Regions from separate parts of the Mus musculus genome. Here all the other regions are linked to region 2. A link is a contact called in public Hi-C and HiChIP or PLAC-seq data. All regions are on one chromosome and are shown on one strand. Each heading gives the region's core, a stretch centred on a gene start, on an enhancer-like site or on the middle of the called end of the contact. The rest is flanking DNA. Distances are from core to core; before and after follow the strand shown. Region 1 has its middle 30 kb from the start of Gm13749. Region 2 holds the start of Klf7 (Kruppel-like factor 7 (ubiquitous)). Region 3 has its middle 96 kb from the start of Gm35803. Region 4 has its middle 59 kb from the start of Gm35803. Region 5 has its middle 62 kb from the start of Gm13749. Region 6 has its middle 11 kb from the start of Gm13749.

Evidence for each region. Hi-C and Micro-C count contacts between places; a contact is called where the count stands out from the background. HiChIP or PLAC-seq counts read pairs in DNA pulled down with a chosen protein or histone mark.
Region 1: a contact with region 2 is called in a Hi-C map of cerebral cortex, with 2.2 times the contacts expected there. The contact joins the enhancer-like site here to the promoter of Klf7 in region 2. A contact is called at or near these places in 4 of 39 promoter capture datasets (the 3T3-L1 cell line, embryonic stem cells, hematopoietic stem and progenitor cells and 1 more), 6 of 484 Hi-C or Micro-C datasets (CD4 T cells, astrocytes, cerebral cortex and 2 more), 14 of 115 datasets of contacts at active chromatin or transcription factors (astrocytes, bone marrow-derived macrophages, embryonic forebrain and 8 more) and 1 of 9 other capture datasets (pancreatic islet).
Region 3: an H3K4me3 HiChIP or PLAC-seq map of bone marrow-derived macrophages shows a contact between it and region 2, with 11 times the contacts expected there. The contact joins the enhancer-like site here to the promoter of Klf7 in region 2. A contact is called at or near these places in 11 of 39 promoter capture datasets (the 3T3-L1 cell line, 3T3-L1-derived adipocytes, the C10 cell line and 6 more), 10 of 484 Hi-C or Micro-C datasets (the 3T3-L1 cell line, the N1E-115 cell line, bone marrow-derived macrophages and 5 more), 18 of 115 datasets of contacts at active chromatin or transcription factors (the NIH/3T3 cell line, acute myeloid leukemia, astrocytes and 12 more) and 3 of 9 other capture datasets (adipose tissue, bone marrow-derived macrophages and liver).
Region 4: a FOXA1 HiChIP or PLAC-seq map of pancreatic cancer cells shows a contact between it and region 2. The contact joins the enhancer-like site here to the promoter of Klf7 in region 2. A contact is called at or near these places in 6 of 39 promoter capture datasets (3T3-L1-derived adipocytes, the HPC-7 cell line, HPC-7-derived erythroid cells and 3 more), 10 of 484 Hi-C or Micro-C datasets (the AML12 cell line, the N1E-115 cell line, brain and 4 more), 21 of 115 datasets of contacts at active chromatin or transcription factors (the 230-238 cell line, the NIH/3T3 cell line, bone marrow-derived macrophages and 14 more) and 3 of 9 other capture datasets (adipose tissue, liver and pancreatic islet).
Region 5: a Hi-C map of Sertoli cells shows a contact between it and region 2, with 3 times the contacts expected there. The contact joins the enhancer-like site here to the promoter of Klf7 in region 2. A contact is called at or near these places in 5 of 39 promoter capture datasets (the 3T3-L1 cell line, HPC-7-derived erythroid cells, embryonic stem cells and 1 more), 4 of 484 Hi-C or Micro-C datasets (the AML12 cell line, the HL-1 cell line, Sertoli cells and 1 more), 9 of 115 datasets of contacts at active chromatin or transcription factors (acute myeloid leukemia, embryonic forebrain, embryonic stem cells and 6 more) and 1 of 9 other capture datasets (adipose tissue).
Region 6: an H3K27ac HiChIP or PLAC-seq map of trophoblast stem cells shows a contact between it and region 2, with 28 read pairs. The contact joins the enhancer-like site here to the promoter of Klf7 in region 2. A contact is called at or near these places in 11 of 39 promoter capture datasets (the 3T3-L1 cell line, the C10 cell line, the HPC-7 cell line and 7 more), 12 of 484 Hi-C or Micro-C datasets (Sertoli cells, cerebral cortex, cochlea and 8 more), 18 of 115 datasets of contacts at active chromatin or transcription factors (CD8 T cells, the HPC-7 cell line, T-cell acute lymphoblastic leukemia and 15 more) and 2 of 9 other capture datasets (adipose tissue and pancreatic islet).

The regions. Positions count from the first base shown.
Region 1 is chr1:63,932,794-63,937,272 of GRCm38.p6, reverse strand. It overlaps the pseudogene Gm13754. Among named protein-coding and RNA genes, the nearest start is that of Gm13749, 30 kb to the left of the region's middle. Within about 2 kb of position 2,717, at least 11 of the 459 cell types and tissues checked have an H3K27ac peak or open chromatin away from gene starts, as enhancers often do. A contact at or near this core is called in astrocytes and cerebral cortex, where this site is marked.
Region 2 is chr1:64,119,403-64,123,742 of GRCm38.p6, reverse strand. It overlaps Klf7 (Kruppel-like factor 7 (ubiquitous)), which reads left to right and starts at 2,354. Exons shown (of 4, transcript NM_033563.2): 1 at 2,354-2,843. The coding sequence starts at 2,742. It overlaps Gm35880 (a long non-coding RNA gene), which reads right to left and starts at 2,176. Exons shown (of 3, transcript XR_373464.4): 1 at 2,072-2,176.
Region 3 is chr1:64,372,887-64,377,296 of GRCm38.p6, reverse strand. No RefSeq gene overlaps it. Among named protein-coding and RNA genes, the nearest start is that of Gm35803, 96 kb to the right of the region's middle. Within about 2 kb of position 3,121, at least 34 of the 459 cell types and tissues checked have an H3K27ac peak or open chromatin away from gene starts, as enhancers often do. A contact at or near this core is called in the N1E-115 cell line, the NIH/3T3 cell line, adipose tissue and 6 more, where this site is marked.
Region 4 is chr1:64,336,508-64,341,050 of GRCm38.p6, reverse strand. No RefSeq gene overlaps it. Among named protein-coding and RNA genes, the nearest start is that of Gm35803, 59 kb to the right of the region's middle. Within about 2 kb of position 2,645, at least 50 of the 459 cell types and tissues checked have an H3K27ac peak or open chromatin away from gene starts, as enhancers often do. A contact at or near this core is called in the 230-238 cell line, the AML12 cell line, the N1E-115 cell line and 6 more, where this site is marked.
Region 5 is chr1:63,900,772-63,905,642 of GRCm38.p6, reverse strand. No RefSeq gene overlaps it. Among named protein-coding and RNA genes, the nearest start is that of Gm13749, 62 kb to the left of the region's middle. Within about 2 kb of position 3,057, at least 15 of the 459 cell types and tissues checked have an H3K27ac peak or open chromatin away from gene starts, as enhancers often do. A contact at or near this core is called in Sertoli cells, where this site is marked.
Region 6 is chr1:63,973,833-63,978,366 of GRCm38.p6, reverse strand. No RefSeq gene overlaps it. Among named protein-coding and RNA genes, the nearest start is that of Gm13749, 11 kb to the right of the region's middle. Within about 2 kb of position 1,311, at least 30 of the 459 cell types and tissues checked have an H3K27ac peak or open chromatin away from gene starts, as enhancers often do. A contact at or near this core is called in ganglionic eminence and trophoblast stem cells, where this site is marked.

The sequences.
Region 1 (4,479 bases), core at 1,468-3,967, 190 kb after region 2:
GAATGCCTAGCAATTTAAAAGATACTTAGGTGATTCCCAAATTATTATTATTATTAACAGAAAAAGTAGGTAAATATTTAAAGCTAGTGGCAACTTTATAGACAAATTATATAACCTGTTTTCTAAATGCTGCTACTAACCCATGGGTGAAAAGGACCAACATACAAGCAAATTACTAAAGACTTGGACTGTTAACAACTAAAACTAGACCCAAGGAACATATGTGTACTTCTTTTCCTTAGTGAATATTGGGATCATACATTCAAAGTGATAAATAGAACACAGAACCTCTTCACCTAGGTTCTAATTAGATTCCAAGCACAGTGGGATTCTACTGCACACACATAGAGTAAAAACAACCAGAGCTTAGCATGTTCCTGCTGCGCTGTCTCATCTCCAAAGCTAAACAGTGACGTTGACTCTTGACTCAGACAAGTGACTTCCTTCAGCCAGTGATGCTGTGGCTGGGTTTCTATTGCTGTAGTAAAACACATGACCCTAAGCAACTTGGGGAGGAAAGGATTTATTTCTCTTATATTTCTGTATCATAGTCCATCACTGAAGGAAGACAGAGCAGGAACTCAGGGCAGGAATTTGGAGGCAATAACTGGAGCAGAGAGACCTTGTAGGAGTGCTGCCTACTGGCTTGCTCAGTTTGTTTTCTTATACACCCCAAGACCACATGCCCCAGGGCAGTACTGTTCACAATGTGTTGGGCCTTCCCACCTTAATCATTAATCAAGAAAATGCCCTATAGATTTGCCTATAAACCATACAGAGGCATTTTCTTGATTAAGTGTCTATCTTTCCAGATGACCCTACTTTGTGTCGAGTTCACATAAAAACTAGCCAGCACAAATGGGATATTAATAAAAGTGATACAAGCAGAGATTTGAATAGTGCCTGTAGGTTGGGACTTTGTCCCTTCCTACATGTCAGGCCAAACCCGCTGGGGGGGAAAATGTCCAGAAAGCATGAATATCACCCCTCAGCTCAGTTCAGGCCGAGCCTGGTCAACCTGCCTACCACTTAGCTCAGCTGCATCAGCAAGCAGCACCAAGATCAGCAGAATTTTCTCACTGGTGTACAGGTGCACGCTCCACTGAATTTTAGAAGGGTTTAGTTTATAGCTTTATAGTTGTTAATAGCTAAGTAATACAACAGTCTCATGGAGCAATAAAAATTAATTACCAGCAAAACAAATGTTTAAAATGCTAGCATGACTCTTTATTAGAATATAGAGCAGTTTTAGTTCCAGGGTTTGGTTTCTGTACAACACACACCTTCACCCCAACCACATTCCCATCACTGGGGGCTAAGCGGGACAGGGAAGGACACACTTAAAGGACAGATGTGAAGAAGTACAGCATGGTCAGTGCTGAGACTGTGATTGCCCCCTTCCTGGCACTGTTGGTGGACCAGAAATTCTCATAAACATCATCAAGGACTAAGAGAATGGCATCCTTGGCCTCTTCACATACGCACTAGGTCAGAGCAAACCCATGGGTACCATTGTCCATTAGCTCAAATGTGTAGGAGAAGGAGATCCCAATGTCTCCATCCCAGTCTTTTGAGGATCCTGACAGCATCTATAAATGAAACCAGGAAGATAAAATGTAGAAATCAGACTTCGAAAGGTGGAACTCCATCATCATGCCATGGAATAAAGGCTTCTCCAGTAAAATGATGGAGCTGTTTCTGACTAGGACCACTTCATCCTTGGTTAAAAGCCCCTGTGGAGCCTGCGTTTTTATTTGGCTTCTTGCTTTTCCTTGTGCCTGGAACATAGCAGAGACTTGGCTAAAATTTCTCAGTTGATCAAAAAACGAGGCAGCATCAAATTGCAAGGCAAGAATGGAATGGACTAATTCTCACAAAGGAATGTAAAAAACAGACAGACAAATGAATCACAGGACAATTATGACACAAATATTAGCTAGGTGGGCCCCAGGAGCTAAAGGCAGGGTTGTAGATGGGGGGTAGTATGTGGATCACAAGGTGGGTAGTGTGGGGATTAGGAGGTGGGTGTGAGGTTGTACTTTAGATTTGGAGAAGGAGCATTCGCTGTCAGCTGAAATCTCTCTTTTGACTATTTCCCCAGCCTTAACCCTAATCTGCTTTCCTGGCAGGTGGATCCTCTGGGACTGCCACCAACTGACCAAGGCTCAAAGGACAATCCCCTTCCTGTTAACTCCTGTGCCTTCTGACTTGCCAGCTCTTTTAAATTCAAGCCAGGGAAAATTCTGGTTTGAGCCAGCATATCATTGTTTTTCCTTTGCACTCACACCATATCCTCAGAGAGCATAATACTGAATCACACAGACTTGCTTTTATCTTTGGTCATTTTTGATTTGTCCAGCTCTCTGTGGGTCTTAGGAACTCCTACTCTTTGGCCCGACTCACGTTCTAAACTTCATTGATTTCTCCTGTGCCTTGGATACCATTAAAGAAGAAGAAGGAGGAGAAGAAAAAGAGTATTCTTACATAAAATATCTGCACTCGATCCAACTCTATAATTGGTTCCGTGCTTTGCTTTCAGTGTGCTTGCCGCCTTCTGTCCAACTTGAATCTGTAGGTGGGAAATGCCGAGAGAGTTGCTGTTAAAAATAAATCCGACAATCCAAGAGTTTTATATTTTGTACAGATCTACCCCTGAGGTTTTAGACTTTCTCTCTTACCTCCTGTTGAGCATTTATGTCTAGGTAGCCTGTTGGTACCCCACACTAACCACACCCACCTTTCTTTTCATATGTCTTTCACCAATGAGACTGTCCTGACTTTCCTATTTCTGGTCCTGCATAATGGTACTACAGCACATGTGTAAAACTCTGTAGATTTCCTTAGCTTCTTTTTTCTCCCCTTCAAAGTCACCAATGTTGATTTCCATTGCTATTACTCTATCTCAGACTCATTACCCCAAAATTAGTCTGTTGCATCTTCTAATGCATTCCTTGTTTTCCCATCTATCTTTATCACAGTTGATCCCACGTGGCCTCCAGATGCACATATCCATGTTCTTGATCCTGCTGAAAGCTTCCAGTAATTGCTCACTGCCCACTGAAATAAACACAAACTACCTAGCCTAGATTTTGAGATCTTCTATCATGTGTTCCTAACCCACCATTCCAGCATAATATATTTTATACACTTACCCCACATTGTAGAAAAACTTCCTTGCTGTCCCTTAGCTTCTCCTTCTTTTCTCAGGCTGCTGCCTGGACCTAGAATCTCTACCTACCAGAATTTACCCAACCTTGAGGGACTTTCTCAAATGACAGCTTCTCCATACATCTCTTCCTGCTCTCCCCTCTGGCTTCTCTTTCTTCCCATGTTGTCTCTTTCACATCACTTAGCTCATAGTCTGTTGTGGTTTCACCCACTCACTTTTTCTTACAGATGTTTGATACATCCCTCTACTTCCACGTCTCCTGATTCTACAAGAAATCTCTCAGAACTAGAAGATCTGTTAAGTGTCAGCCTTCCTTTCTGCAGATTCTCTTCCAAGATCAGTCACGACTAAAGCTCATCACTTGTCAGACTTCTGGTAAGTTCTCTTCTTACTGACCTCCTGATAAAACTTTCTACATAAGGTTGACAGACCTTCTAAGAGTTTCTGATTCCAGATATCCCAACGTTATAGCCAATCCACCAGATGCTTAGATTCTACACAGACTTCACTGAAACCACTTGTCATTCCTGCCTGCACTGTGATGTTCAAAGGTGTTGGTCACAGGCGTCCAGGCTGAACTTGAATGTGTATCAGTTCTCCCCACTCTGTCCTTTAGGAATGGCTTAGTTTTAGAACCCTTTCTCCTTTTCTTTTCTGAAATTCACGGATGAGTGCTAAAATGTGATGTAGTGGTGCTTGGGTAGGGTTGGGAGGAGACTAGAGAAATTCCAAAGGAAGAACTAAGTAGTGGTGGTAGTAAGGGGGTAGGGCAGCAGCATCCTTTAGGTACTTGGGACATTCTGTATGTACTACAGACACACACATACACACATATACACACACACTCACACACACAGACACATACAGACTCACACACTCATACACAGACTCACACAGTGACTCGTGTGCACACACACACACACACACACACTCACACATATATACACACATACTCACACACATACACACTCACACTCACATTCACTCATACACACACACACACACACATAGACTTACACACTCATACACAGACTCTCACACACACACACATACAAACACCTTTGCAAGCACTTCTTTCTTCTCTCCCCTCTCTGCTGGGAATTCCTCCATCTCTGCTCATTCACCTATTCTTTCTCTTTTCACCCAAAACAATTCTGAGTCTGTCTTAGTTCCTGGGGTTGTGTTGTCCAAAGCAGAGAAATGGGGTAGAGAAAGCCAAGGAAATGCTGGGAATAAAGCAGTCACATCATTCACCCTGGGAAGAGGATATTGTGAGAGAAAGGGAGAGTCGGGGAGGAGAAAAACTCTGG
Region 2 (4,340 bases), core at 1,105-3,604:
GTGTCCTGCTGGGTGAAAGGATACATGACGCATAAAAACGTCTGTGTACATAGAGCAGAATGTGTGAGAAATATTTGCCAAAATCTTCAAACTCAAAAGTTAAGATATACTTTGATCAAAAATAGCAATAAGCCGAGTTTGGTGGAACCCACACTCAGGAGCGAGAGGCAGGTCTACAAAATTGAGTTCCAGGACAGGTCAGGGCTAAATAGGGCTCACACAAAACAAGACAACAAAATGCAAACCAACTAAATAAAAATAGCAATAGTATAAATATAAAACACAAAAATTAATTCCCTTGAGCCTTAAACAGTAAATTATGTGATCTCGCCTTGATGTTTACCTATTGTATCCAAGGTTGCTTTTTTCTTTTCTTTTTTCTTATTACTCATAAATACATCTACGTTAGGACCTCTCAGTGGATTTCTGCCCAAGCCCTACAACCAGATCGTGTTGGGGGAAGAGTGGACAGGGTGAGACCTAACAAATTATTGCAAGGTTTCGCTATCTTATTTTCTTCTAGACTCTGGCCTGTTCTCTATGGAGACTATAAGTTCAGGTGCTATTTAATTTCTTTGCTTAAAGTCTGGGGACAGTGGACAACAACATTTAATGCCTCCTAACAGTGACATACTACCCTAGGCGTATTTTGTTTCTTCTAACAAGAGTGGCAGATATTTGAATTCTTGTTCCTGGGAAGCCCAGGCCTTTACTGCCATTTGCTCAAGTCATGGAGCTGATCGGAGGCAGCACATTGTAAGCAAGGCATCAATTATGCAAAGAATTTTGTTTCTTTGACCAACAAGAATGTCAGGCACTAAAGGGCAAATAAACCGGCTTTTCTCCAATCTTAGTAATTAATTTCCTCTGGGGGAAATGGGTGATCTTTTGTTTTATGAAACAAATGTAATGTTCTTATCAATAGAAAGGAATGATATGGAGTCGATTAAATTGTATTTCTCCCATTGAAGGTATAAGGACGTTTCTCGTGTCTAAGTACTGAATTCTGTAGTTATTCTAAAGGAGTCCAGCTTTCGGTGTATTTTGGAGAAGGCACACGAGCCATTTAAGGTCAAGCAAACAAATGGGCAACTCTTAACCACGTGCATTGCACAGGTTTCCATTTCTGAGCTTGCAGAATCTTGAGATCTTTAGAGCCCTGCTCCATACCTGCTCCATGAAGTTACTGGATAAACCTCTTGTAAGGATCTGCTAGCTAACTGCTCCCCGCTCCAGCCTGCACCCTAATTCGACCCACGCTCCCCCTATTCTCTTTCATGCACACGCTTAGATGCTGGACACCAGACTCCTGGCCAGGTTTTAGGCTCAGTTCAGAGGAAAAGGAGGGCGGTAGGCGATCGGCGGCGCGCACGGAGGCGCGCGGGCCGGGGCGGGGACAGCGTGCAGCGTCGGGGGCGGGCGCAAGCTAGTCTCCGTGCAGCTCGCCTTTGTTCTCTGCCATTGTGAGGCACTTCCTCTCTGGCACTTCATTTCGGCACCCTGTGGGGAATTCGGAACTGGCTTTTGGGCTTTAGTCTGGGGTACGTGACGCTGTCCTGAGCCTGGGCTCTCCCTTGCTACCCTTCTTCCCCATGCTTGGCGGAAGGCCGAGTGCAAAGAGCTCCTTGCCCCCGACCGCTGCGCCGCCGCTCTACCGGCTGCTCCCGCAGGAGGCATCTTAACCCAGGACCGGGACCGCACCTCCCGATCGGCCACCGCGGCAACCCGTCCCCTCGGATCTGCACTGGGTACGGGCGCCGGCGGCTCGGGCGAGCCCTGCAGCGAGGGTCGGAGGCCAGCGCGCAGCCCGAACCCGGCCGCCTAGGCGTCCCAGGAGCCAGCGCAAGTGTCGCAGCAACACTCCCTGGCGCTCAAGCTCCCCGGCCGCCTGGCGGACTCCTCTACCCCTTTATATAGCCCTCTAAAAATAGCTTGCCTCGTACCGCCTTGTAAGGCAGCAGGGAGATCCGCAGCGCGCCAATCGGCGGCTGCCGTCGGGGCCAGGCCCCGCCCCATGGTCCTCTCCGAGTGCCGCATTGGTCCTCAGTGACTTCATGAGCCCCCTGTTTACCTTACATGGTCACACGCGGCCTAATGGACGCCCTCCTCCGAGATCCCACGGCTGCGCGCAAAACGGGGCGGAGGGAGGGAGTTTGGGGAGGGGGAAGAGCAGGAGGAGGAGACAAGGGGGGGGGACTACAAACTAGCGAGGATGGGGTGGGGGGTGGGGAGGGAAGGGAAGGGGTGGGGGGGGAGAGAAGCGATCGCGAGAAAAAAAATGCAACCTCCCAAAATAAAGAGCAAAGATTGCATTAGGAGCGAACAGCGCTGCAGATATAGATGGCAGCTTCGTGTCAGTGAGTTTGCGTTCCCCTTCCTGATCCACGCGCTGGAGTGATTAGAGCCCTGGAAGGGAATTGTTACTCCCGTGAAGTCCCCTTTTCCTGGCAGTCATCTGCACTGTACACGCTGGATCCCTCTCTCCGATCCACCCCACTCACTCGCTCCTCTCTCACCTCCTCTCTCACCTCCTCTCTCTCCCTCCTCTCTCACCTCCTCTCTCCCTCTCTCCTGCATTGATTTTTTTTCTCTCCTTTTTTTAGTTGACTGAAACAAAACAAAACAAAAGGGCCACTGGATGTCTGCCTTCTTGGGGGGTGAGCCAGACAGACTGACAAACAAACAGACCCAGCTGAGCTCGGGGGAGGGTTTCTCCTCCGGTTTTGCCCGGCAGCAGCAGCATGGACGTGTTGGCTAGTTATAGTATATTCCAGGAGCTACAACTTGTCCACGACACCGGCTACTTCTCAGCTTTGCCATCCCTGGAGGAGACCTGGCAGCAGGTGAATGATTTAAATTACTTGTGTAAATCGTGTGGCGGCGGCGGAGACGCAGGGGCTGCGTTTGGTGTGGGCTTTGAGTTGAAATTTTTTTAATTAATTTTTTCTTTTTATTTATTTATTTATTTTTTGGCTGTGTGTTGTTTAAAATGTTTTGTGAAACAATCATATGCGCTTACCTCTCCACCCACCCCTAGCCCCTTAGTGTGTTGAGCTGAGCCGGTCCTAGCTGCCTGCATTTCTGTCACCAACACACATCCTTGCGCACACGTTGTCGGCTCGCTGTCCCCTAGCAGAGAATTGCTGGCGAACTTCTCGGGTTTGGAGGAGCCGGGTGGGAAGGTGGTCGAGCAATGGTTGACAGGATACCACGTTCCTAGATGCAGGAGTTCTGACCTTAGTACTTAAATCAGCTTTATCCATTTCAACTGGTCCTGAAGACCGTCAAGGGGGGTGGGGGGAAGCACGGAGTGTTTTTCCCAGTAATTTACTGAGTGTCAATAAAGAATAGGAGCTTGATTTTTAGATACAAGGTGAGCTGTACGAAGAGAAGCCAGGTGACAAAAGATGCTTAAGGATATGTACAAGGAAGATGAGAAGATATGTCTCTCTTAGGCTGACAATGTATTGTATGGTTTCTCTAGCTAATGCCTCCAGAGAGAGCAGCCTGTACTGTGTCCTTGCTTTTTGTTTGTTTGTTTGGGGTGCCTCTCAGGTTAGCACCACCTTGGACAAAGGGTGGTGTGTGCTTCCTTGCTTCCCTACTTTGTCTTAGAGGACTAGTTAAGAAAACTCCTAGGATGCTAAAGGGTACCGGTGCCAAGTTCTCTTGGCATCTCCGGGAGGTTGAAGCCTGACTGGGGACAAGTTCACTGGGCTTTGTGAAGTGGAATAAAGAAAGTGCTGGTCAGTGGAAAGTGCTGGGTCTGCTACGGAAACAGTGGTTTTTCCAGCCGCGATTAGGAGGTGCTGAGGGGGACATTCTGCAGGAAAGATGGTGGTGGGTGGGGGCGGGGCGGCTGGGGATAGGGACACCACGGGTGTTTAAAAACTCTACAGTGTGCACCGTGGAAAGTCCAGGAAGACAGTCTGGATTTGCACGTTCAGAGTGTGAATTTGTACAGTCCATCCTGGAGAGAGAGAGAGAGAGAGAGAGAGAGAGAGAGAGAGAGAGAGAGAGAGAGAGAGAGAGAGAGAGAGAGAGAGAGAGAAACCTTGCCCTTGGGGAGGGCCCTGGGATCCTTGGTGTGTGGCTGCTCATGTAACTTCTCTGCTCAGTGACAGCAGCTTGTTAAGGCTAATGAACGGCTGAGTTTCCTTTGCCAGGATCCAAAGCAGGGTTTGCCAGCTTGAGGCTGGGATGTAACAGTTGCTGCTTTAGGAAGAGATGCTAAGCTCACGGTATAGGGAGCCAGTGGTAAAGCGCTCAATCTTAAGACTGTGCCATTGTTACTAGTTGTTGCCTGGCTGGTAGCTGCGGGAGTTTTCCTCCAGGTATTC
Region 3 (4,410 bases), core at 1,872-4,371, 250 kb before region 2:
GGAGAAGAATCCATGACAATAGCTGTGCCAGACATGGCAAGCTTTAAGTTCTGCCTCTGGCCCTACCCTCCCACAACACAGGCTTTGACACTTGGTGGATGGCTTGTCTTTTGCTGAGAAAAAATGTGACCTTATAACACAAGCACCTCCCCTCTTCTTTATTACTAGAGTGACCTTGTGTGCCTCCCCCAGCTTTATTCTTTCTCTCAGATCTTAGGGGGAACATAAACCCCAACCTTTCTTTAAGCTAACACCATACCCAGACTCAGTAGCTTCTTCCTTCTTTAGGCTCCCAGCTACTTCTGGTGTCACCCATACCTGGAATCTCTTTCCTTTCCACGTATCCCTGCAGGGAGGCTTCAAGAGAGTGTTGCCCTAGCTAGGAGCTCAGTCTCTGGATCAGGCTGCCCTACGGTGTGCCCATTTCATGAAGGTAGCCACTTCATGCCTGGCTCTCTGGTTTCTTCACAGGTTAAGAATCACTTGCTTAGTGATGTGGGCTGGGGCCTCCTATTATCAATTAACAATCAAGTGGTACTCCACAGACATGCCCACAGGCCAGGCTGATTTAGCTGCTTTCACAATCAAAACTTTTTCACATATTACCCTAGACTGTGTCAAGTTGACAATTGGGCAGGAACTGTGTTGTACACTGTGAACTTGGGAAAGTTACTTAACTTCCTCAATCCTCTAATGCATAGGACAAGGTGACATAATCCTGGGTAAGGGTCACTCACTCACTTGATTTCTCTACTTTCCTGTGACACCGACTTTCTCCATCCTCTCCCCTTAACCAGCTTAACTTCATAAACCTCACTCCAACTGCTCTCTAGCCAATGGCATGACTTCCTTTCCATTGTTTGGTTTTTAAAGAGCCATTTCCTTCCATACTGGGAAGTAAACAGCTAGTTGTCATAGCCTTCCTTCCTCTTGGATGCCTGGAGGAAGGAAGGCTCTTCTGAGGTCCCGTGGAAGAAAAACATAGCTTCCCTGTAAATTCTTGCTAGGCCCTGATTTTCCTTAAGTGGAAGAAATGTCTCTAATTTCAAAGTGTTTATTAGGCTATTTAAGTGATTCTGGAATCAGATAAACGGGTCAAAACTCAACCTTGCCTCTTACTCTCTGTAGGACCATGGGCAAAGCTTTTACTCTCTTGTTATAGGGTTGAAATGAATAATTCATTATGAGAAAAGTGCCTAGAAGAGAGCTGGGGAGATAACTCAGTTGATGATAAAATAGAGATGTGGGCCTGGGTTTGATCTCCAGAAGTCACATGAAAGGCTGGGTAATGTGCTGTGTGCTTATAATCCTGGGGCTGGGGATCCAGAGGCAGGTGCATCCCTGGGGCTCACTGGATAGCTAGTTTAGGCTAATTGGTGGGTTTCAGGCCAATAAAAGGCTGTATCTCAAAGGAGATAGATACCACCAGAGTTAGTCTTGAGGATACCACCAGAAATGGTCCTTTAGCTCCCATACTCATATGTATAAACATTAATGTGCACAGTTACATATATGCACCCACGACCACATGCTCACCTATTCATAACGTATGCCGACTCTCCCCCTCTCTCTCATACACACACACACACAACACACACAATTACATGGACCTTGGCATCATTAACAGAGTCTAACCAATCGAGATCTTCAAAGTTTGAGGTTATGGTAGTGTTAAAATAAAGAACTGAGACATTGCTATATTCCCAGCAGCTATGGCCTGGGAATCTTAAAGTCTGAGAATTCTTGGTTGGATTCAAAGTCCTTGGGCCATCCTTGCTTGATTGGCTTTACGATACCTCCGATTAAGGCAAATTGCCTCCAAAAAGAGTTGGGAGCTTAGTCAGGGTTTCTATTCCTGCACAAACATCATGACCAAGAAGCAAGTTAGGGTGGAAAGGGTTTATTCAGCTTACACTTCCATGCTGCTGTTCATCACCAGGGAAGTCAGGACTGGAACTCAAGCAGGGCAGGGAGCAGGAGCTGATGCAGAGGCCATGGAGGGATGTTCTTTACTGGCTTGCTTCCCCTGGCTTACTCAGCCTGCTCTCTTATAGAACCAAGACTACCAGCCCAGAGATGGCACCACCCACAAGGGGCCTTTCCCCCTTTATCACTAATTGAGAAAATACCCCACAGCTGGATCTCATGGAGACATTTCCTCAACTGAAGCTCCTTTCTCTGTGATAACTCCAGCTGTGTCAAGTTGACACAAAACTAGCCAGTACAGGAGCACAGACCCACAGAGTGGGCTAATGCTGAGAGGCCAGTTTCCACAGGCGAGGAGGACACCGTGAGCTGTTGTCACATAGTTTCTAGAGTCACCCAGAGCTCCACTTCCTGGTGGCGAGAGGTCACAGTTCTGAAAGATGTGCTGCTTGTTGACTCGTTCCGTGCATTTCCGGTGTGGATCTTGTGCCTTTCATTCAAGTTACTGACTCAGCTTAACCCTGCTTAGCTTGCAAGACCTTTCAGGGAAGTCAGAGCACGAGATGCAGTCACTGCAAGTTGTCACACATGATTAAGTAGCCAGAGGGAGTGATTTATGTGGAAAGATTAAAATCCCTAAATATGTATGGCCATGTGCTACTCTGATTGAGTGGGGCTTTGGGTATTTGGAAACTGCCCTGTGGGAAGTCTGCAGATTTCCACAGGGTGGGTGGGTGGGAAGTATTACTTTCAAGGGTTGACAGGCCACGTGGGTGGCAGAAATGTGACTATATGAAAATAGGGTGCTGCTTCCTGCTGGAGCCGAGCAGCTCAGATTCAAACAGGAAATTCTCGGGCATTATTTTGTCAGATTGGCTCTGGAACACTTCACCCGTGAAGGTGATATTCTGTGCCATCCGTTCTGTTCTCATCTCTGACCTTCCTGCTCTGTGGGTGGGGCTTCCTCCCCTTCTTCCCACTGTCTGTCCATGAACACCACTCCCTGCGTGCTTTATTCCTGCTTTGTTACTGACAACATCCTTACTAGCCTTCTTCCACCAGATCAGTCAAATAGACTATGAAGAGCCCTGACTTTGTTAGTCCTGGACTTACTATGTCCTAATCATAATCTTCCAGGTCACTCAGGATGCCACTGACCAAGCCATTAGTAATGGCTGGGATGACTTATGTAAGCAAGGATGTGGGGTCATCAAATAGAGTAAGAAGGCTGAAGCCACAGACAGAAGGACCAGCCTGAGTCACCACATTAAGACTAACGGGAGTGAAAGAGAAGCACTTTAGTAGTCTCACAGCATGGCAACAACCCCCTGGAGATTAGGCTTAAACAACAGAAACATTCTCTCAAGTTGTGGAGTCTGAAAGTCTCAGATCAGCTGCTATCTCATTTGGTTTCTGGCTTACCTTCTCAATATATGATCACATGGCAGAAGAGGAAGCTTTGGTATCTCTTCCCATCTGTGTATAATGTGTGCGCATATGTGTGTGTGTGTGTGTGTGTGTGTGTGTGTGTGTATGTACATGTACACAGGTTGAAGGGAAACTTCAGGTATTGCTTCTGCATCATCTTCTACCTTTTGAGACAAGGTTTCTGATTGGTCTGGAACTTTACCATGGCCAAGTTAGCTGGCCAGAGAGCGAAGAAACCTGCTTCTCTCTGACCCCCATAACTGGACTGAGTTCTGGATTATTTGACCTAAGGTCCTTATGCTTACAAGGCAAGTAAGCACTTTACTGACTGAGCCATCTTCCTGGCCTTTCCTCTTTTTATCAGAGTCTTATTCGCACACTGGAGTCTTATATCCGAGACTATATCTAGGCATAATTACCTCCCAGATTCTATCCCATTGGGACATAAGCTTTAGTATGTGACTCTGAAGCTGCTAGTGGTGGAGGGACCAGAGAGACACAGTTTTTAGTTTATGATGGAATACCTGAGTCCATGTCATGGTTTGTACAACCTGGTTACTTTATCATCAACACACTGAACACAAAGATGTTTTCCTAGCAGTTTTCTCTGAAGAATGAGCCAAAGGTAATGTATCTGTGTTTCTTCCACGCATCAGCAGGCTTCCTGAAGTCTACTGAAACTTGTGCATTCTTTCATTCTTCCCTTGATGGAGCTTGTGCTCCAGCCTGGTGGCACCCATATCATACCATGTCCTATGTCGTCACTGACCCTTTATTTCTAGATTATCTTCATGCTTACTAAGATTGTCTGCCACACTTTGCTTTTCTGATCATATCTACCTTAAAAGTCATCTCCTCTAGGAGGCCCTCTGGGATTGTGTTAAAAGCACCAAAGTGCCTTATATTTATCTGCATGTGGCAGAGAATTCAGTATCATATTTGTTTGAATTTTGTTTGTTTGTTTGTTTTGAGACAGGGTTTCTCTGTATAGCCCTGGCTGTCCTGGAACTCTCTTTGTAGACCAGGCTGGCCTTGAACTCAGAAATCTGCCTGCCT
Region 4 (4,543 bases), core at 1,396-3,895, 220 kb before region 2:
CTTTCTAAGTGGGCTAACCAGTTCATCAGCAAGTTTTGGGGATTTGCTTGTCTTTCTCTCCCCAACACTGGGATTGCAAACACATACCACCTTGACTTTTTAAAAGGCAGGCTCTTGAGATCAAACTCAGGACCTCAGGCTTTTTAAGGCAAGCATTTTATCAACTGGCCTCTCTGCCCGGCCCAAATGCCATTTAAAGAATTATTACATTTATTTGTGTGTGTGAGAGAGTATGTATGCACCACTGTGCTATGGTAAGTGTGTGGAGATTAAAAAAAAACTTGAGGAACTTGGTTCTCTCTTTCTACTATGTAGGTCCCAGGGATTGAACTCAGATTGCCAGGGTTGACAGCAAGTGTCTTTGTCTACTGAACCATCTCAATGGCCCACTGTGATTAAAATTAAATAAATGTATAAATCTAAGTACCAAGAGAATGAACACACACACACGCACACACACTTTGATTTCTGAAATAGTCATAATGTATTGGGGCTGATAATTTTATCTATTATAAATTCCCTACTAGGATTGCTTATGACAATGCTAACAGAGCTGGAGAAGGGATACTTGCTTCAGGGGAGTCTTATGCTGCTATTCTATGGGCAGCAAAGGAAGAACTTTTGAGTTATTTGGGTGTTGAAAACTACTCTGATTGGTAGTTGTTAGTGACGTTTGTCAAGGAGGGCTTGGGGTCAAGTGCGGAGACAGTGGGGGAGGGCACCCTATCAATGAGGCTAGAAGGCGGTTCTTGTGTGTGTGATTGTGTGTGTGAGTATGTGTGTGTACATATGAACTTGTGTGTAGAGGTGTGATAGTGCAATGGGTGCAGCACCTCCAGTGAAGAGGAAAAAGCATTAGAATAAAGTATTTTTGAGTCACGTATTTAATTTCTCTAATACTCTTCAGAAAATTTGGGCTTTTTAAAATTAATTTTATGTATTTATTTACTGTGTAAATGGCATGTATACATGAAGTGTATGTACACATGTGTGTGCATTCTTATATGTGAATGTGGGTACCCATGTGCCAAGGTATGCAAGCATGTAGAGGTCAGAGACCAACCTTAGTGCATCAGTCTTTGTTTTCTACGTTGCTTGGGACAGCATCTTTCTTGTTTGTCTGCTGTGTATGCCAGGCTAGTGGCTGGTGAGTTTCTGGCTCTGCCTTCCATCTCCCCTAATGTAGCACTGGGATAAAAATACTGATGCTCTGAACATTGCATGGGTCCCAGGGATCCACAGTCAGGTCCCCACATTTCCATGGCCGGTGCTTCCACACAGGCCATCTCTCTCAAGCCTCAGAAGACTTTGTGTTTCAGATTAGCTTTGGACTTACAGGATAATGAGAAGATGGTTCCCTGTCTCTAGTCTCCAGTTACTGATTTCTCTGTCGTTAACACTTTACCATTAGTGTGGCACATTTGTTAACATTACTGGAGCAATGCTGTGTATTATTAACATCCAGTAATTCAGACTTCCGTAGTTTCTATTTCAGACCTTCTTTGTATTCTAGGCTCTTCTCCTGGGGACTTGTGTATCTCTGTTACAGTTGTTCTCAATAGGTCTGGTTTCTGCTTGGCTGGGGCAGTTACTCAGGCTTTCCTTATTGTTTGTGACCTTGCCAATTTTAAGGGCACTAGTGAGATACTTTGTAGGATAATCTTTCATGGAAATTCAATGTTTTCCTTATGATTAACCTGGAGGCTGTATGATTGGAGGAAGAACATGACAGGAAGTATCATTTTTCAGCATATCATCATCAATGGTATAGATCAAGGAATTGCCCTTTAAAGACATTTGTTTCTTAGATATTTATTTACTTATTTATTGGTCTGAAATGTAATTATGCCACAACTGAATTTGAGAGATGAAAGGCAACAAGGTTTATTCTAATCACAATGCACATAAAGGAAGTATTAGAAATGCTATTTTATTGTTGCTTTTGATGAAAACTGTCTAAAGGGCTTGCTGAACATCCCCCTACATTTCCTGGCCCAGCCCTCTCCTTTGGGCTTCTATTAGAATTTGAAGCCCATTCTTTACATACAGATTTAATTCCCATAATAAATATGTGATTCCTATAATAAACAATACATTTTTGTTCTCATTTTTCAAGAAGTAAATGGTCATAAGTTTAAATAACGTGCCTAAGATTACTCAACCAGCAAACATTGCGGTTAGAGCTTCCCACATGCCTGCTAGGATTGTCATGATAAAACCCACAAAAGAAAATGGCCTAATCCGCCCAGAGTCATTCTCTCTGAAGTCTGAAGACCGGAAGTCTCAGATCAAAGAGGTCAACCGAGTTGTTCTTCCTCTGAACGGCCTGAGAAGGGCTCTGCTGAAGGCCTTGCTCTTGGAGTGACAATTTCTTGGCCCTGGGTGCGGGACTCCATGCTCACAGGGAGTCCTGCGCATACTCGCCTCTCTTCCCTGTTCCTCATTTTAATGCTTAGGGCTTTCAGAAACACCCCCTCGGAGTTTCTCCTTAGCATTTCGCTGGGTTCTCTCAGAGGTCTAGCCCAAGATGCGAGCATCCCCAATTTCAGGCTCTCAAGTCCATGTCTTCTCTGCACCTTGCATTCTGCAAAGATTCAATCGCTCTGAATTGCTCCGCTGACTGACTTCCTTTAAAACGGCAGAGCCATTAACTCCGGTAAATTTGTTCTACTTGGGAAGGGCGGGCTGCAATCATCAGGAGTAAAAGCCGCGCGGCTTATTGGTCTGAAAAGGTGTTTAGCAGCTACAAACAAACCCTGGAATAATGGGATCAGCAGTCCTTAGGTCTCCAGATGTAAAGGGGACATTTTATTCAGCATCCATTCATTTAATCAACCAGCCATGACTGGGTGGTCTATCTAGTTCTGAAACTGAGGCTGCTGTCCTTCCTCTTAAGGCTTCCTTTAATAATTATTCTGTTATTGACACATCACTGACCCGGGCATGACTAATGGTTTAGTATTACCGAGAGACGCGGCTAAAGGCCACCTGGGAGGGGCTGTGGAGTGGAGCTACGCTGACATTTCCACTGTACAATGGTAAAGCAAATGGAAATTTTAAGGGGGCAGACCCCACTCCATCTTCACTGTAGACTCGAGTGCCATTACAATGCTGTGTAATCAAATTTCCTCCTTTTCTGAAATCTTCGTTCTGCTTATTAATTAAGTGAAATGACACAACAGGGCGAGCAAGCGAGGTCTGTGGCCCACTTAGGTGCATTGTTAGAGTAGCCGCACAGGCTTGATTACAGTCACCGCGCACAGGAGCAGGTAACTTATTGGGTAATAACACAGACCCAGGAGTGTCTTTGTGAAAGTCGAAAGAGAATGTTCAGATAAAAGAGGGAAAAAATGTTTTTTAATGAAATTTAGAAAATGGGGTCAGAGTATAATTTATGGACGATGTCTTGCCCTCCAGTATCTGTAAAGCAGCTACAACGGGGAGAGACCGCAGCTCTAGGGCTTTCTTCATTAACTAGCATGCTCCTTTCCCGTCCATCCTTCACCTTCCTCATGATTGCCTGTCTTTCTAGGCAAGGTCTCTTATCGTTTCTTGAGATACCTTTGTTTTTGCAAATGCAGGAGAACTTGCTTGTATAGAACACCAGTTAAGTCTTTTTCATTATTGTCTGTTTTCTTCTCTGTGAGATGGGAAGGTATGTTCTTGTTTTAGCCTTTTGGTTAGTGTGTTACTATTTTTTTTCTATTGCTGTGATAAAATACTATGAACAAGGCAACTAGAGAAGGAAGGGCTTGCTTGCGGTTTATGCTTGCAGAATTGGGAGGTGGAGGTGGAGCTGTTAGCTTCACGGCAGGGAGTATAGCAGCATGGAAGCAAGCAGGACACTGGAGCAGCAGCTGAGAGCCCACATCCCAGTCCACAAAATCATTTGAAACCTCAAAGCCCGCCTCCGTGACACACCTCCTCCAACAAGACCACACCTCCTGATTCTTTCTAAACCTTTCAGCCAATTGAGAACCTAGTATTCACACATGTGAGGCTATGGGGCCATCCTTATTCAAACAGCCACAGTTAGACTATAATAAACGGATATACATGTATTTTTTTTGCCTTCCTCTCCCCTCATCTTGCCTTTCTCCCCTTATTGTGGGTCCCCTTACTCCCTGAAGAATAGTCCTCTCTTCTGCTTTTATCTCACATATATTCTATTACTTGTCTAGAATTTACTTGTTCCAACATATATGTACACATATATACATATATATACACATATATACATATATATACATATATACATATATATACACATATATACATATACACACACACACATATATATATACATATATACTGCATATGAGAGAGAACATGGTGTTTGTCTTTCTGAGTCTGACATATACATGAAGCTATACCTACATACATCACTTTCCTGTGAATGTTATAATTTCACTCCTTTGTTTCAGCTATATAAAACCCTTCATTCTTTTTTTCTTTTTTTTTTTAATATTTTTTATTACGTATTTTCCTCAGTTACATTTCCAATGCTATCCCAAAAGTTCCCCATACCCTCCCCACCACTCCC
Region 5 (4,871 bases), core at 1,808-4,307, 220 kb after region 2:
ACCCAGCTTTGTACATGAGCATTGGGTAGTCCTAACTCAGGTCCTCAAGCTCGAGCAGCACCCTCCTGAGCCGTCTCCCCAGTCCTATCAATGTTTTTTCAGCAGCCTCCTTACTCCATATTTCACCTGTAAAATATGTATGTCTATGTCCCTAATTTATGGATGAAGAATCTCAGAAAGGAAGATAAATTAGCTACTTGCATTGCATTGAACCACACAATCAAAAGGAAAGGATAAGAAAGAAATTTCTAAACTGTTCTCCACAGGTTGTTTAACAACATACAGATACTCTCTATATACTTAAAATCAGGCTCAAAGGACAAGGGGTGGCCTATGCCAGGCAATCAGCTTGGAGTGAAACTCAAAGTGGATCTTTCTAGTCAGTGAGAAGCAGATTTGTTTTAGCCATGAAACAAAAGTAGAAACAGCACTTAAAACATATTTCACAAAAGATGCACCAATGAGGGAAGTAATGAGCCATGGATGAACAAGGTTAAGATGTACCTTATAAGAAAACTGTACACAATCACACACAGTAGGATGTATATTATACGTTTAGAGAAGTTATGATCCTTTAAGAATAGAAAAGATCATGGAAAGGTAGGTAAATGGCATGAGCAGGCAATACATAAAGCAGAAAGTGAGAAATAAGGGAGATAAAGCATTTAACCTTATCATAAGGCATTGAAATGCAAAAAATGTAAAGAGTGGGGAGTTTTTACTTATCAAGTTGGCAAATGCTTAAATAAAATGCTTTCCTACGTGGCTGTTAAATGTATGCACTGGTACAGCCTTTAATCAAGCCATTTTATAGTACGATGCTTAAATGTATTTTCCTAACCCTATAATTGCACATCCTATAACTTATATTAGAGTATACCATTCAAAAATTTGAAAGAAATTGCCTGACTGATCATCATGACATTATTTGTAAAATTATAAAAATAAAAGTTAACCAAAATGATGGAATATTATTAACAATTGTAATATGTTATAAATGAATCACGAATGTCATAGGAAAATTACCGTGATTTAACTGTAATCTTAGCAATAGTATTCTAAACATAATTAGCTATCTATCAGGAACATTAACAGTGATTGTCTCTAAGTGAAATTATTTGATGATTTTAAACATTTTTCTTACTAACTAGAGCAATATGATTTACTAATTGAGGCACTATGAAAATAAGAGAGATAAAAATTTTATTATAATTTCCTTTTCCCACTCATAAAACATAAAATATCTAGTGGTGAGGAAATACTTGTTAGAAATGTATTCAAGGATTCCAAGAGTAACTTTCAATGATAAAACTTTAGTGTCCTCAGCTATTACCATTTCAAGGTGATACACATAAATAGGAAGGAGGTGGGGAACAGCTCCACTGATAATGAAGAAAATTAAATATTTTTATTTAAACAACTGAAACCACAAGTTGGTCCATCTTCTCACATCCCACCCACCTATCATGGTCACAGGAGCCAGCAGACCCAAAAGGCAAAGGGTCCAGAATAGAAGCTCCATTGTTCTGCAAGAAGATAAAGAAAAATCCAGAGCCCCTGTCCAGGCAGTTTATCATTGTTGTTGATAGTGTGTTACGATATTGGTTTAGAAAGTCAAGATAAGGTACATCAGAGGACATGTCAGCAAGAACAGATTTGAGCGCTGATGTCATAAACGCCATCACAGGCTCGTATATCTTTTTAAATAGTGAAAAACATTTTACCCACAATACTCTTCCTCTCGCCTGAAGGAAGAGATGGGGGCAGGATCCTTGGTGTTGTGAATGCTGGAGTACAGGTGTCAATGGGACTTTCACCTCCACAGATGGATGGGTCCAGGACTGAGGATGCACACTGGGATGCAATGCAGATGCATAACTAGCAATGAGGTGCACAGGCATTTCACAGAAAAGGTAAGCTCTCAGCCATCCCTCAATGGAAATGCAATTCTACTCAGTTATTCTGAAATAATATAAACAGAACATTTTAAATACATGAAAACACACAGTCAAATATATAAAACTGTCAGGAAAACTCTGTAAACATTCTCCCACCCCAAATGTCTTGTGAAGGCATTTGGCATTACTACACAGGGCTTTCCTAACACTCACTGATAATTGGATTTTCCCGAATCCCCATGTCCAGTTTTACTGCAATATGTGGTCTCCTGCCAACCCCACTGGCCAAAGATTATCTTTCTGTAACCTTATGGAATGCAGGCAGTAACCCAGAGCCTCAAGGCCAATGAGCTGGAACCTCAGGCTCCTTGCTAACAAGGGTGAATTATTATCACGTCTTTCCTGGTGATTAGATTACCCCTTATCATCGTGTTTTATAGCTTTCTAGTTAGTCATCTCAATACAATTTATTCACAATAATAGTGTTTTTATTATTGCTGTTTTATAGTTCCTATAGCAATAAAATTTATTCTCAACTCTATTATCACAATATTCAACTACTAATGGAATTCTTGCTTTTATTTGATTGTGTTTTAAAGCCATAACAATAAAATTTACTTCCAAAATTATGACTGCAAGTTTTATGCTCTTTAAACTACTTGATAAAATGCCTGCAAACACATGTGATTCTTTAAGCCTCACGAGAGAAAGCCTGCCAAAATATAAACAATGTTGGGGGGAATGAATGTATGTGAGGTGGGAAGATTGGTCCCTATTGTGCAGATAGGTGTTCTTTGGTTGACTAAATAATGGAATGAAAGAAATGAAAGGGGTTTACAAACACCTGATTTAAGGGAGTACTATATTATAATCGATAGAAATCTTTGTTAATAATAATAAATAATAATAAAAACCAACTATTTTTATTATCTGCCAAGCCCTAAATATTTCTAACATCTCTATTCCCCAAAATAATGTGCTCTTGAAATAATGTCTGTGATTTCTTTGAACTCCACAATGCATGGCAGGTTGCCATATAAGTTGGAGAGAGGCTGATATGAAATATTATTACCAAAGGCCAGGGTTATTTTGAAAGCCAACAGCTTCAGTGACTTAGGAATTAGAAGGCACATAGCCAAGTCAGCTGGCCACCTCTGCCGCAACTTAGTTGCTATCTTTGACCCTGAACACAAGGACATTGTGCTAAAGCTCATTATTTACTGTGCCCAGAACATGGAATCAAAGAGGTTAGAACATGTGTTTGACAGTAACACAAAGCACTAGCAAGAATCAAGCAGGAACTATGGCAGGCTCTCTGTTGTTTGTGGTTAGAGGCTCAGTCTCAGTCAGATGAGCTCACTTTCAATAGATTTGATTCTATTATCTAAAGCATCAAATGAACAGAAGAATGGGTGGACAGATGGGTGCATGGGGAAATCAGTATCTCTGCTCTTGTCAGAGAGGCTTGAGCCTCTATGAGTACATATGAAGGTTAGCTTTTACCTTGCTACCAGGGCCCATTTCCTTCTCCCAACTGCTAAGCAAGTGTGTAACTCAAATCCTTGGTCAAGAGAGAAACTGTTTCTGGTCTCTGGCTATGGCAGTCTTGAGGATCTGAATCAGGATTCAGGCTGAGGATGTGTAGGGCATGGATAGCCCGAAATGATGACTGAGCACAGGGTGTGACAGAGCTTCACCATGGCAGCTACCAATGCAGGCAGCTCTAGGATCCATCTTCTTGGGGCCAAGCCACAGATGGGAGCCATTAGTAACCTTATGTCCTAGTTAGATATCTGTTGCAGCGATAAACACCATAGCCAAAAGCAGCTCGGGGAGGAAAGGATTTATTTCATCTTACAGTTCCACGTCCCAGTCCATCACTGAGGGAAGTCATAGGAAGAAGTCAAGACAAGATTCTGGAGGCAGGAACTAAAAATCAGGACCATAAAAGATCTCTGCTTGCTGGCTTTCTCAGCTACCTTTTTAATATAATCAAGAATTACCATCCCAGGAGTGGAATTGCCACAGTGGGCTGGGCCCTCCCATATTCATCATTAATCAAGAAAAGGTCCCTCCCTCCATGGACTTGCCCATAGGTCAGTCTAATAGAGGCATAGCTTTGTTAGGGTTTCTATTGCTGCAATGAAATACCATGACCAAAAAAGCAAGTTTGGGAAAAAAACATTTAATTGGCTTACACTTCAATATTACTGTTAATCAACAAAGGAAGTTGGGATAAGAACTCAAGCAGGACAGGGACCTGGAGGCAGGAGCTGGTGCAGAGGACATGGAGGGGTGCTACTTATTGGCTTGCTCCTCATGGCTTGCTCAGCCAGCTTTCTTATAGAACCCAGGACCACCAGCTCAGGGATGGGGATGATACCACCCACAATAGGGTGGGACCTTTTAATCCAGCACCAATTAATGAAAAGCCCTATAGACTTAATACATCTTAATCTTATGGAGGCATTTTCTCAATTGATGCTTCTTCCTCTCTGATGACTCTAGCTTGTGTCAAATTGACACAAAACTATCCAGCATAAGTCATTTCTTAATTGATGTTACTTTCTCCAGATGACTCTAAACTTGTATCAAGTTAACAAAAACACTAGCCAGGATACTTACTACCCCATTGTCTTTTCTTCTTCTCTGTCACAGCTGACACATCTGCATTACAGATAGGTTCTCTTTTTCCACCTTCCTCCAGCTCTCTATTCATCATCTTTTATAATGATTTTAACCACCCTACCCATTATAAATCTTTTCCATGTTAAATACTTTCTTGGCATCTGCCTCTCCCATGATCTAGTCAACACACCAGCCAGAGGTTAGGACAAGGGGAAAAATTAATGAATATAACTCACCAGGAGTTACAAGAACCTCTGTGGACCTTGTAGATGATTATATGCAGAAATAAAACTGAAGTTTGGAAATAACTGAGATCATTCGACATGGCCAAGGCTTTCAAACCAC
Region 6 (4,534 bases), core at 62-2,561, 140 kb after region 2:
TGTATTTCGTACCATACAAGAGAGACAGCTTATTTGGTGCTGTTTCTCACTCTCCAAAGTGCTAATTCAAATGGCTACAGGGTCTGAAGAGGAGATACTCCTCTAATCAGGGTCGTCAATGACTAATAGCCATCACGTTGACTTCACGTATAGCTTATTATTATTGAGCGCACAGTACCTTGGCTGTTTGCCCAGCGTGTCCTTGTAAACTCAGGGTCACACACACACACACACACACACACACACACACACACAAAAGTAATTCTCTGCCACAATTCAATAAGACACAGGATCTGCATGATTAAAATGACCTTAGCGTTTGGAATCCTGAAATAATGGCACTCCAAATTAAATTAAAAATGGGTTAGGCTGCTTGCAGTGAATAATTGCTATTACCACGTACCATTCTTCTTGCCTTCCTCCAAAGTCTTTATTGATTTCATTGCTGCTCGGATGCTGGGGTTGTCTACCCTATTGTTTGGGAGAATTTAAGACTCTAGTAGAGACTTACAAAATTAATGAATTAATGGGAGAGAGGCGAAGGAATAAAGAAAACGGGGACACACACACACACTTCTAAAAGAGGTTGCTGCTGTGATAGACATTTTCTTTGATAAAAGCACAGCAGAATTCTTTGTTCTACATTTTCTCTTTGGGTGGATGTGCTTAGTCAGGACATGAGGCCACTGGCCCTTGGACAACTCCATGTTATTTGCCCCACAGCAATAGTAGTACCATACAGACCATTTTGATAATTAAATTCCCAGAAAACCTGTTCTGAATCACCCAATAATTAACTAAATTTGTATTTGGACGCTGCTGCCTGCTGTGGAGACTAAAGCAGCGAGCAATAAATGCTTTCAGTTTCTCCATGGTTTTATTACCTTCTTGGACCACCAGGGACCTTGTACATCCCTGGAGGGACACTTCTCAATTTAATTAACCTGTGGTCATTTAACCTAAAGAATAGTAAATAAAAGACAAATACTCCCTTCCCCCCCATTTGTCTCTTATGGAGAATTACTATTACTAATAACAAAATAATTAAAATCCAAAATAAAACCACATAGCTTAGGGGAGGAGGAGGTTTGTCAAGGAGGAAGAGAGAAAACCTGGAGAGCTGTTAGAGGAGCCATGCACACTGGATGCAGTGAGACGGTGTCCTCTGCTTTCAACTGTAGGCTCAGGGCCCAGTAGAAGGGAGATAAGTGATAAATGCTTAGGATTTCATCAGTCCCAGGAAGGGCCCTTCTGTACACCAGCCACCCTCTAAGGAGCTCACAAAGCCTGTAACCAGAAGCAGTGCATTCTTCCTGATGTTACATAGAAGGTCTGGAATGTGAAGTCCCCAGGCAGGCAAAGAAAAGGATGATGTAAACTCCTTAACAAAGAGACGCCATGGACTGATGTCACATTCTCTCCTGAGAGCAGATAGAATGATGAAAAGAGGAGGCTCAAGCTTTGAGGAGACTGCGGAAGGAAACAGAGTCCAGGGTCTGCCGTTCCATTCATCATTTTACCTAGCACTGCTTAGCTGGTGAAACTCACCCCCTTCATTATCTGGAAACCACATTGCCAATGTAGGTTGTATGTTAAGCACTGGGGGTTAATTTTGAGTTCTCCATGTCATAGTATCTCACAACACTAGTATAAGGCAAGAAGATTTCCAAATGGCAGATCAAGGATTAGAAGTTAGGTCAGTCTGACCTCAAACACACGGGCTCTTTTATCCCACCATGACGACGCATGATAGAGTGTGACTTGTGTTTAGAAATGGCCAGTTTCCAAATACAAACCAAGTCACACTTTTGGCAGTGACTTTGAAAGAATTTAAAGGTATGGGTCAGAAGAAATGAGCTGATTCTGTGGATAAGACTGAAAAAAAAAAAAAAAAGGAAAATTATGCAGGAACCAAACCAAGTTTCTTCTATAGAACAGAAATTAAATTCAGTGCTCTGGATATTATTTGCCAATGCCTATCTGAACTCCTTTTCTGAGTTCATTTAAGTGCTTGGAGTCCATTGCACACAAAAGAACTTGTCACTTTCTGCCAGCCATCACCTGTACCCTTTCCTGCCCTAATCTACCCCTCTTGTATGTCACTCCCCGGTTAATGGACATCATCTTCCCATTTCTCACTTAAGACAGTGTTGGAACACAACAGACCCCAGAGAATTCTCTTTGTCACGTTGACTATTTTGAGCATGCTATGTCAGAAACCTAGATGGCATGCTTGTGTCTATCCTCAACATCAGAATTTACTGAACAATTGGAAATTCATAAGGTACCGAGGTTTTATATCATTAATTGGCCAGAGTGATCTGTTTTCCTTGATAGTGCTGACTGAGACAGACCTACCTTCTTTTATTTTTTAATTAGTGATATTAACTCTCAAATCATACACACACACCTGGTGGATGGTACTAGAGAAATGGTGTCACTCATGCATCCAGCAAGGTACAGAGTCATCCTTCACTCTTAAAAAACGGAATCAAAAGCTGCTTATGAAGTGGAGCCCCCCAGAGCATCACACGGTCTGAAAAACGAGAAACCAGTCTACACAATATGGAATAATTAGGTCAGGGCCTGGACTTGCCACAATGCTTTCAAGAAAGTGAATAGCATGGCCTCTCTGGTATTCCCTCCCTGTCTCCCATTCCTTTTCCCTATCCATCACAGGAACCAGAATTCTGCTTCTCCAGGGCAGAGACCTGAACAATAGAACTCTCTCTCTCTCTTTTTCTCTCTCATCAAGTTAGATACCCCAGAGAAATTACCCTCTTTTCTTGAAGACTCTTCTTCCAGAGAGCCCTACTTCATACCCAGAAGGAAGGAATGCTATAGCAAAGGCCAAGAAAAGGAATGCCAAATGGACAGGGCTTCCTGGATTTCCCTCCCAGCCTGCTACCCTTAAATCATATTCTCTTTTGCACACTTACATTCCCGCACAGCTGACCACTGAACCTAAGCATAAAAATTGCCAGTTTCCCCGGCATCATTGGCTCTTCTTCCCTGAAGTCTCCATTGCCATAAAGCTTTGATTATGTAAGTCTGCTCTTACTTCTTCTTGTTAACCTGTCTTTTGTTATAAAAGAGTCAGTGTGACCCTTAACGTGAATGACAGCTTGTCAGGCCTTTCCTTCTCTGCAGCAGGAGCCCAGGATGACTTCCGTATTCCTCCTTCTGTGGGTCCTCCTCTACATCAGCGGAGTGTAATCAGTCCTGCTCAGTTGGCATCCCACGAATTTTTCCTCTTCCAATGCTATAATTGCCTAAATTGAACTGAACACATTACTTTCCACCCTCCCATGCTCCCCAACTCTCTTCAAGACCGATGGAAGGACAGTTTCTCCCAAATCCAAAGCACTGTATTCAGCGATGAATGCAAAAGTGGGCGGAAGACAAAACAGATGACCAAATGATCAACAACTTGACTCTCAAGAGCAAACATCCAGATAGCAACAAGTCAGCAAGGAAAAGATAGGTTGTGTGAACATGTTTAAAGTTTTGTAAAATATACCCACAGTGAGATCTAAGTTTTAAAAGGAAGTGTGACAAATTTTGTTAGATTGTTCACTCATGTAGATGACACCCTAGTCCAGACTGAGAGCATTTCCAGTGTACTGAACATTTCCTTAGAGCCTTTAACTCACAGCTAAGGATATTAACCTCGTTCCACATTCTTGTTGGCTACCATTCACCATCTCCTTTCATGAAATATCTGCTTTAAATCTATTTCAAAATTTAGTCATCTTTTCATTGGGACTTCATAGAAGTTATTTTTAAAATTATAAATTTGAGCGTTGTCAAATAAAACTAATGCGTGTTTTCAGAGCTCTTTCTCTCTGTTGATTCAGTTGTATATTTTGAGAAAAAAATATGAATTCAAGGATTCCCATTTTTATTTTATTTTTTATGAGTAGTACTTTTGAGTTTTGTCTCAAATATCTTAGCTAGCCCCAAAACTTTGATTTTTTTTTTCTTCTAGAGCCTTTGAATACACAGGCTGTTTTGAATTAATTGTTTTGCATGCTGAAAGCAAAGTTCATAGTATTTTGATTTTTTGTTGTTTAAAAGATCCTTTCATTGTTACATCAAAAAAAAAAAAAAATCACAGTTGACTGTGTTCCTGGGTTTCATTGTGCATAGCTCCTCCTTCGTCTATCCTGATGACAGCGTCACTTGTGGTTCCTTACACCTGTATAGCAAACTGAGAATGCAGGCAAACCAAGTATCCCACTAGCTCAAAATTGTTTTCTCCTATGACCTTTGAGTTTTCTGTCATTTTATAAACGTTGATTTTCACAAAGAAAAGTCAGCCAGGATTCTGATGGATTTTGTGCAGCATCCTTAGAAATTTGTGGGGAATTATCTTCGTAATAGTGTCTTTTCTGACATGGTATAAACCTGGTGTATTTGTCCATCTCTTCAGACAAATATCATTCACTTTCTTGTATAATTTTAATTGTATTTATTTTTGCATCCCTGGTGGGTTTTGAAGCAGTCTCAACTATTTAATTTTTTTGTTTCTATT